3 separate regions of the Mus musculus genome follow, and all the other regions are linked to region 2. Evidence: chromatin contacts called from public Hi-C data. All regions are on one chromosome and are shown on one strand. The core of a region is the stretch at or near the end of the contact, and the rest is flanking DNA. Distances in the headings are between cores, read along the strand shown.

Region 1 (2,700 bases), core at 14-2,513, 230 kb before region 2:
ACGGATTTGTAGGGATTATAGAATGAGGACCTTAAACTGGGGGGTTGGGATCAGAGAGTAGAAAAGAAAAAAAAAAATCAGTAGATCTGAGAGACACCTCAGCATTGACAATATTTAGACTGGAGACTCAGCTGAAGTCAGTGAAGGGTTAATGCTGCTCCTGAACAAGGAGCCTACATGAATGCCCTGTGCTCTGGCTTCTATGTTTGGTCTTTCACTGATACCTCTAATGCAACGAAGAAAAAGAGACTAAAAAAAAAAAAAAGTACTTTATGTAGATGCAGAGAACTTCCATTCAGTCTCCTCCTTTGAGTAGTCTGGGTGCTGCCATTCCACACACAGAAGCAGTCAGACACATTTGGGGAGCTCCGCTGGATCAGTCCCTGACTGCATGTGCACGTGGGCACGTGCATGTATACACACACACACACACACACACACACACACTTGTCCTCATCGCCAGTAAAAAAAGAAAGAAAGAAAGAAAGAAAGAAAGAGAGAGAGAGAGAGAGAGGGAGGGAGGGAGGGAGGGAGGGAGGGAGGGAGGGAGGGAGGGAGAGAGAGAGAGAGAGAGAGAGAGAGAGAGAGAGAGAGAGAGAGAGAAAGAAAGAAAGAAAGAAAGAAAGAAAGAAAGACAGAAGCTGGTTCCCGTGATGGCTGAGAAGTAGAGTTAAGGGTGGTTGACAAAGTACTGGCACTGAAGTAACGTTCAGTTCTTGCCCCCAGATGATACGGTGGCTTCTGGTTTGGTTACAACAAAAAGGATGCCACACTGTCACCCTTCCTAGCTCTGTGTTCTCCTCTTCTCTTGGTTCCCCTTCAGTGCAATTGGATTCATAACACTGTCTATCTGGAGCGATGCTGGGGATTAAGTGAGTTCATAGAAGAAGCTTAGGCTGCTGCCTGGCACACTAAGGAGGATTTTGCTTTTTATTCCACTCCATGACAGCCCTTGGCACTACATGTTGAGCATCAGTTGGCAGATACTGCCGTGGTAATTTGAAAAAAAAAAAAGAAATTTTAAAATTTGTCAGTGCACGCTGACAACTGTCCCAGCTAGGATTCTGGTGGGAACGGGGTGGCTCTGTGGGGTGTGGGAGTGGAGGTGGGGATCCGCCTCTGTAATTTGAAGAAAGCCCATTGACATCAACCAGACCACAAAGCCTTGCAAAGTAAAAATGCCAACAGGTGCTGGCACAGTGACCAGAATTAGAGCCAGCTATGACTCATAACCTGCCATCTGGCTAGCCAAGGATGGTCAAGGCCATATTTGACCCTTCGCTTCCTAGCCAGGACAGGAAGAGGAATTACTAGCAAGTGGAAAGGGTGGTTGTATGGTCAAGACTTCTGGTTAGGCTGTTCCTTCTATAAAGGGCCATAGCTCACCATGGTAGTCTGGCAGTGATGGAGATGGGTTCTAAGCCTGATATCAACCTCTTTCCCCTCCCTTGGTGGAACCCAACAAGGGGGATGGAGCAGTAGAGAAGAATAGGACGGGAATCATCCTTTGTTTGATAATTGCAGGATTATGGGGTCAGCGGCTGAGTTATGTTTATAAATTCCCTGCTAAAAGAGTTTGTTGATGAGAAGCAATGTACAGAAGCAACACGACACCATTCCCAAGCACAGAGATTTTACTTCAGTCTTCCTCATCTCTAGGCAGGAGTTGCAGAAAGGCCCTGGTCCCAGTGTGCTCCTCTCCCACATACTCTCACTCGACTCTTACTCATCAGACAAGTGGGGGGGGGGGGTTTCAGCATCTTGGAAACGTGCCTCTGAGTTCTGGAAGTCTTGTTCGCCACAGAGAGATGGAGGGCTGGGCCATCAGGGAACAGAAAGGGTGGTGGAGAAAATGTCTAGAGCTGAGGAATAACTCTAAAATAGTACAGTAAAATAGACACATTAGAGCTGTGAACACAGGTCACTGGTAAAGTGCATGATGAACACATACAAGACCTTGGATGTAGCCCCGGGACCAAAACTTTGACCAATTGATTAATTTAGTAGGCTGACAAAAACTCATCAGCTAATATCAAGCATGGACATACTGAGAGCTGTACATGGCTAATAGGAGAACAACAAGCCACATGGCTAATAGGAGAAAGGGCTCAGAGAGGCAATGATGAATCAGAACATCGACTCATTACTGGATCTCTCTCCTTGCCCGATATTGTTCTGAATTTCTGGTCGATGGTTGAGAAAAAGAGCCCTTAGAATGACTAAGGTCAGAGTATGCAGTCAGTATGGGTGTCCCCCCCCCCCCCCGGTGTAACTGCAGCTCCATGAAATGTCTGTTTACGTCTCTTCCTCCAGAATGTGACTTTGAAGAAAACCATCTCTGTGGCTTTGTGAACCGCTGGAATCCCAATGTGAACTGGTTCGTGGGAGGAGGAACTGCGAAGAACACCCACTCCATCCTCCCACAGGATCACACCTTCAGGAGTGAGCACGGTGAGCCGACCACAAATGCAGTCTTCTTTCCAGGGTGAACGTTGCCTTCAACTCCCACTGCCTGGCTTTGGTCGACAGAATAAGGGGTGGGGACACAATGGAAGACCAGGTGGAAGAGGCAGGAGAGAGGGACAATCTATGAGACAGAAAACTGCAGACATAAGCTTGTATGTAGCTAAGGAAGCCACAGAGTGAGTCTTCGGCTCATCTATAACCTTGGCTGTTTTTACATTCCCATGAAATGTTTTA
Region 2 (2,700 bases), core at 158-2,657:
TGCAACCCCACCAGGGAATGGGATAAAAGCTGCGCCATTTGACTACCCTACCCCCCAGCGTCTCCCCAGGTGGGGCGACCCCGCAGCGGCGGGGTACGGAGTCCCGGGGGCGGGGCGGGTAAGGGAGGGGCGGGCCGGCTCCAGGCCGAGCCACGCAAGCCACTTGCTCAGAGCGGCGGTTGGGGGGGTGGGGGTGGGTTCGGGTGGCTCCTAAAGGTTGGAGCCAAGTAAGGAGAGAGTGCAGGAGTTAAGCAGCATCTTCTCCAAAATGTTTGCAGCCTCTAGGCCGAGTGCGGTGTCCTGGGCGCCCAGGAATGCTGGCCGGCCAAAGGTTAGCTAAAGCCCGAAGCGGGGGAGAGGCGACGCCGCTAACCTGTATGCACTCTGTAATGGGCTTTAAGATGGGAGGATTTTCCATAGACTTTCCCACAGCCACTGTAGGGGCACTTGTGCCTCTTTTCGGAGGCGTGTTTCCCCTTCGAAGCCACTCCAGAGTGGAGGAGGGAGAGTGGGCTGGGCGCGCTGCCAGAATCCTGTCTCTCCTCCGGGCTGTGGGAAGGACTCGACCCAGATTCGGTGGTCACGTCGCTGTCGGATCCTATATCCTCATCGGGACTCTCCAGACTGTCGCTGCACACCGAGGGGGTCTGGATGGGTCGGTATTTGTTGAGGTCCAACAAGCTCTTGGCGATAGTGACCAGCGTGCAATAATCCTTCCAGGTGTCCCCCGGGTCACCGTGTTCCTTGGTCACCTCGCGCTCAGGTAGTCGCAGCCGCTCGGCTTCCGGAGCGCCCCCGTGCTCCGGCACGGCGGCGCGGTTGGAGATGGAAACCAGACACTGGGCAGCCACGAAGTCCATGTAGGCGGCCGCGGACATGGTGCGGGCGACGGCAGCCCGGGCGGTGCGGCCAAACTTGAAGGTGGCTGCGGAGCTTCGGCTAGCCCTGCCCTGGCCTCGGACGACGAGCGCGGTGCGGCGCGGCCGAGGGGGCGGGGGCGCGGGAGCTTGCGACTCGCGGGAGCGCCGAGGCGACCTCAGCCCCTCATCTTTACGTAACCGGCAGCGCCTCCGCACGCAGCAGCCGCGGCCGGCTCCGCCGCTGTCGCCGCCGCCCTGCCCGGCGCCCCGCGCGATCCCACGATGGGCGCGCCCTCCTCGGAGAGATGCCACACGTGGCGGTCGCAAGTTTATTCGACTGCAAACGTGTCGGAGTCCCAGAGAAAGCCAACTGCGAGCCAGGCGCACGTCCTCGACCGCCTCTCCGCCGAGCTGACGCCCCGGGGCATCAGCCGAGTACGCGGACGAGGGGGGCCGGGGCTGAGTGGGGCTCCGCGCCTACGAGACACTTCTTCCCGCGTCCGCCGACGGCCGCTGAGCCCCTGGTCCTGCCGCGCCGCGCCTCTCCGGCATTCTCCAGCTCAGTAACAATTTCGCAGAATCCCATCACGTCACAATCCAGGCCCCCTCCAATTGGCCAGTGGGGAGGGTGATTCAACTCTGTTTACTTTCTCCCCCTGCCAGTCAGAAGGGCCCTTCGGTGGAGAGGTGCGTCTAGAACTACGGCGCGCGGCCAATCCGACCGTTCCGTTCCGCCGCCGCGTGCTGCCCCTCCAGCCCCGAACGCTGACATTTAAAAGGGAAACTGCTCGGAGCCCGGCAACCAGCGGCTGCGCATCCCCGCAGATGCCGCCCAGACCGCGCGCGCGCCTACGCCTCCCGGCCCACGTGCCAGCTGGCGTGGCTTGGGAACGCTTCTCCCCTAGGCAGTTACGCCCATCCCTAGGGACGAAACAGAACTTCAACTTCGGGTTCCCAGCCCTCAAACAGTTAAGTGACTTCCTGCAAACGCTACAGTCCCAGCAACCAGGCTTCCAATCAAAAGTAAGTTGGTTGATGTCACTGGCATTGGCTCAGCCAATCAGAAGGGCGTTCCAAAAGGAAGCGCCCGACACTTGTAAACCTGCGGAGCAGAAGTGAATCGGACAGATCTTTTCATATTTGTGTTGCTGGTGCTAACTCTAAAATATAGATGGAAGGACGGGGTGCTTAATAAACTAAGTGTGAGTCAAATTTTAAACCCTCGATATGGCAGGCCACGTTGTCCAAGGACAGACTCGGATGAGACAGCATCAATTCGTTCTTGTTTGGAATGCAGCACTTAGATGTTTAAAAGTTCTTTCACCCCACACATTAACCAAGAGAAATTCATCTAAAATTTTTCACAGCTAACAAAAGATCCGGTTCCGTATTAAATGGTTCTTACACAAAAGCACCGCCATCTTGGCATTTTGCTAAACCTCCTACTTCCTTGGGCGCCTTTGACTCTAAATTCGCTCTGTCTTGAAGCTATCTTAACCCATAAACTGAGACCAATAAGACATTGCATTTGCATAACTTGAAAAAATCCTTTTCTTTGTAGGGACTCCTCCCTGTTCCTGCTGGGCAAGCCTTTCCTTCCTCTTGCTTCACAATTGTAGAGAACAAGACTGGTCTACCTTATCAGGTAGACGACCGCAGAACTCAAAAAAAAAAAAAAAAAAAAAAAAAAAAAGCACAGGGTTCCCGATTCCTGACTCTGCTTTAGAGGAGCCACCCCTGTGAAATATTAACTGTGTTAAATAGTCCTGAGAACTGGAATCATCCAGAGAGCCTTAACAACTGAATCTTGTGGCTTTACTTGGTCAACAATTAGTGTGGG
Region 3 (2,700 bases), core at 99-2,598, 180 kb before region 2:
AGGGCTTCGTGCCCTTGCCAAAGTTCCTAAGTATAGTCCACCTTCCCCCTAGGCCATTGTAAATATTTGTGTATGGGTGTAACTCAGCTACCTATAGTTCTAAGTATCTACTCTGGTTCCTCTTTAGGTCACAAACTTCCTTCTTCCTAGATAATGGTAAATTTCAGTGTAGGGCAGTGACTTAGCTATCCATGCCCAAGGTTGGATCAAGGACTGCCTAGAATCTAACTTAGCTATATGTCAAAATATCAATCCTTAGGAGCACTTGTAATAAAGCAATATTAAGGAAGAGCACACAGATCCATTAGCCAACTAAAGCAAGGACATTGGAGCATTCTTTATACAGGATGCCACGATTCCAGGAGGCTAAGTTTCCATGAACTTTTCGCCTCGGGACAGCGCCCAGGTTTGCGGGGCCTGTCGCACTTGTCACTACTGGAATGGATGTAGTACCTTATATGGAGGGCGTGTACTTGAAGCTATGAGTCCCCACAGCAGGAATGGAGGACAGAGTCATACAACAAGAATAGTATTATCAGTCCACACAACAAAGAAGCATCCTTGACTTGGCCACTGCTATGTCTAACTGATTGAGTTAATGAAAATATCTAATAAATGTGTTGAATTATCTCTCCCAACCATTAAATAGAGTAAAAGAAGAAATCCTTTTTCATACACTCCCACCCTCACTGGCTTAGATATGTGCCGTTTCACAGTGACTCCCCATTCCTACCTCATTCCCATAGGTGCAGAGAAATTCTGCAGGGGTTTAAACTAGGAGTGACTGAAGACCCCTCTATACTGAAAACCAAAGGCCTTCAGTATCTGCCTTGGATACAAGATAAGGTGCCTCTGAATCAGGTCTCTCTTTTCACTTTCCTTGCTTAAAACCTTCAGTTTATAGCTGGCAGAACTCAAACAAGGGAGGCAAAAAGAAACGCGGGGGGTGGGGGGGGGCGTGCAAACCTGTTTTATAGACAGCTGCACTAGCTAGTCAGTCAATACGTGTCCAATAAATGAAAAGAAAAGCTCAGGAAAGCCACACTATAAATATGTCAAGCTGCTGTGTGACTGTCAGAATCAATACATCATCTCAGGTTAAATAAAGACGAGCCCTGTGAATGGAGCTCTTCGATTTGCTGCCAAATGGATCAGATAATGCCGATTTCCCAGGAATGGAGTGTCTGGGAGGTAGCCCACCTGCTCTGACTCAGTGTCTGCTCCCATCCTGCTCCCCACATGTGCCTTAGTAGGAAAGGTGAAGATGAAGAGGCTGAGTAAAAACATCACTGCTCTTAGCAAGAACCAAGCACTTCCCCTGAACAAGCACTCTTAGGCTGCTGGTTAGCTGCTGGTTAGGAGGTGCTGGTTAGCTGTCAGATGCTGATTAAAGTTAGCTTTGATCATGGTTTCTGCTGGTGTTCTTATTGCTTTTGCGGTGGTCTTTGTTCCTTTTGCAGTGGTCCTTGTTCTGCTTCTCTGAAACCCTTCCCGCCACCTGCTTGCTTTTTAATAGACTCAAGTTCATTGATGAAATTTGCCATTAGCTTATCCATTTTCTTGAATAGATCCACGTATTTATATACTCATATAAACATATGCGTGTGTTTTGTAGTGCTGGAGGTTGAACCCAGAGCCCTGCACATAGCAGGCAAGAGTGGCATTATTAAACTATACCCTAACCCCTCAAACTTGTTATTATACACTCAAACCATTAAACAATAATGTCTTATGTGGGAACTCCACGTATGGGCTACCCATCTCCCACAAGTGGGGTTTGTCTACACACACACACACACCTCAAAAATCTATGATAAATTTGACTTCTTGAATTATCATCAATGAAATCTCACAGAGCACTTCTGTGGTGGTGTTTTCCTGTCAGAGGATAAGAACTGAGGCAGTATGACTTAGGGGTGAGTCTCTGCTTCCTGGGTACACATCCGGTTCTGCCTCACTCACCTGGAGAGTGGTTTCCAACAGCGGCCTCCTGGGTCTATTGACGAACTGTTCTCTCTACTCTGTACTAAATTTAAACATTGCCTCTAGCTGGTGAGAAGGCAGGAAATGACACCTTATTTTGTGTTTAACTTCCTGTCTCTTGGTCTCTTCAAGTTAAGAAGTTGACAAAAACCCCAAATGAAGAGTGCCAAGTAATATGTTCTCTTTTCTGTCCCTTTTTCCTCATAAAATGTGGCCCTCCGACTTTGAACACTGGTTACTCTCTGCTCACATCAGTGAGTTTGTTGGTGTCTCTGAGTGATGCCTAAAGAGGGAGGTAACTCGGGACATCTTGAGCTCATTTTGTGGACCTTCCGTTTCCTCTGGAACCCGTTGGTTCCTCGATGCCTTGCAGCTTAGACCGTTCTCTGAATGCTCTGACCAAGATGCCTCCCTGTTAGGTCAGGGTTGATCAAGACAGTGTGAAAATCAAAGAGGAGAGTGGCCTCTACCAAAACAATAAAGGGTGGCAGAAGTGAGGACTGTGCACAAAGAAGCAAGGGGCTAGGAGATTTTATAGGGCAGAAGAAGGAACTTTTCCAGTGGAGGATCCCATCTGTAGATCTGTTTCCCCTGAAGTCTCGAACTGTAAATGCAAACAGCGGTTGGTAAACCCAACCTCATATCAGGAGTTTTGTGGCTCTTAACTACCTGAAGATATTAGGAGCCAGACCCTTTCCTGTCTGCTTCTCAGCTTGC

What was found. Hi-C and Micro-C count contacts between places; a contact is called where the count stands out from the background.
Region 1: a contact with region 2 is called in a Hi-C map of the N1E-115 cell line, with 2.3 times the contacts expected there. A contact is called at or near these places in 1 of 39 promoter capture datasets (hippocampal neurons), 4 of 484 Hi-C or Micro-C datasets (the N1E-115 cell line, Th1 cells, muscle stem cells and 1 more) and 1 of 130 datasets of targeted methods (CD8 T cells).
Region 3: a contact with region 2 is called in a Hi-C map of Th1 cells, with 2.8 times the contacts expected there. A contact is called at or near these places in 1 of 39 promoter capture datasets (3T3-L1-derived adipocytes), 10 of 484 Hi-C or Micro-C datasets (CD4 T cells, CD8 T cells, Th1 cells and 5 more), 4 of 130 datasets of targeted methods (the 230-238 cell line, CD8 T cells, effector CD8 T cells and 1 more) and 3 of 9 other capture datasets (adipose tissue, liver and pancreatic islet).

What each region holds. Positions count from the first base shown.
Region 1 is chr19:23,373,669-23,376,368 of GRCm38.p6, reverse strand. It overlaps Mamdc2 (MAM domain containing 2), which reads left to right. Exons shown (of 14, transcript NM_174857.3): 5 at 2,314-2,451. Among named protein-coding and RNA genes, the nearest start is that of Mamdc2, 73 kb to the left of the region's middle.
Region 2 is chr19:23,139,933-23,142,632 of GRCm38.p6, reverse strand. Klf9 (Kruppel-like factor 9) reads right to left here and starts at 1,407. Exons shown (of 2, transcript NM_010638.5): 1 at 374-1,407. The coding sequence starts at 878.
Region 3 is chr19:23,322,584-23,325,283 of GRCm38.p6, reverse strand. The region is part of intron 11 of Mamdc2 (MAM domain containing 2); the gene reads left to right. Among named protein-coding and RNA genes, the nearest start is that of Gm41821, 24 kb to the right of the region's middle.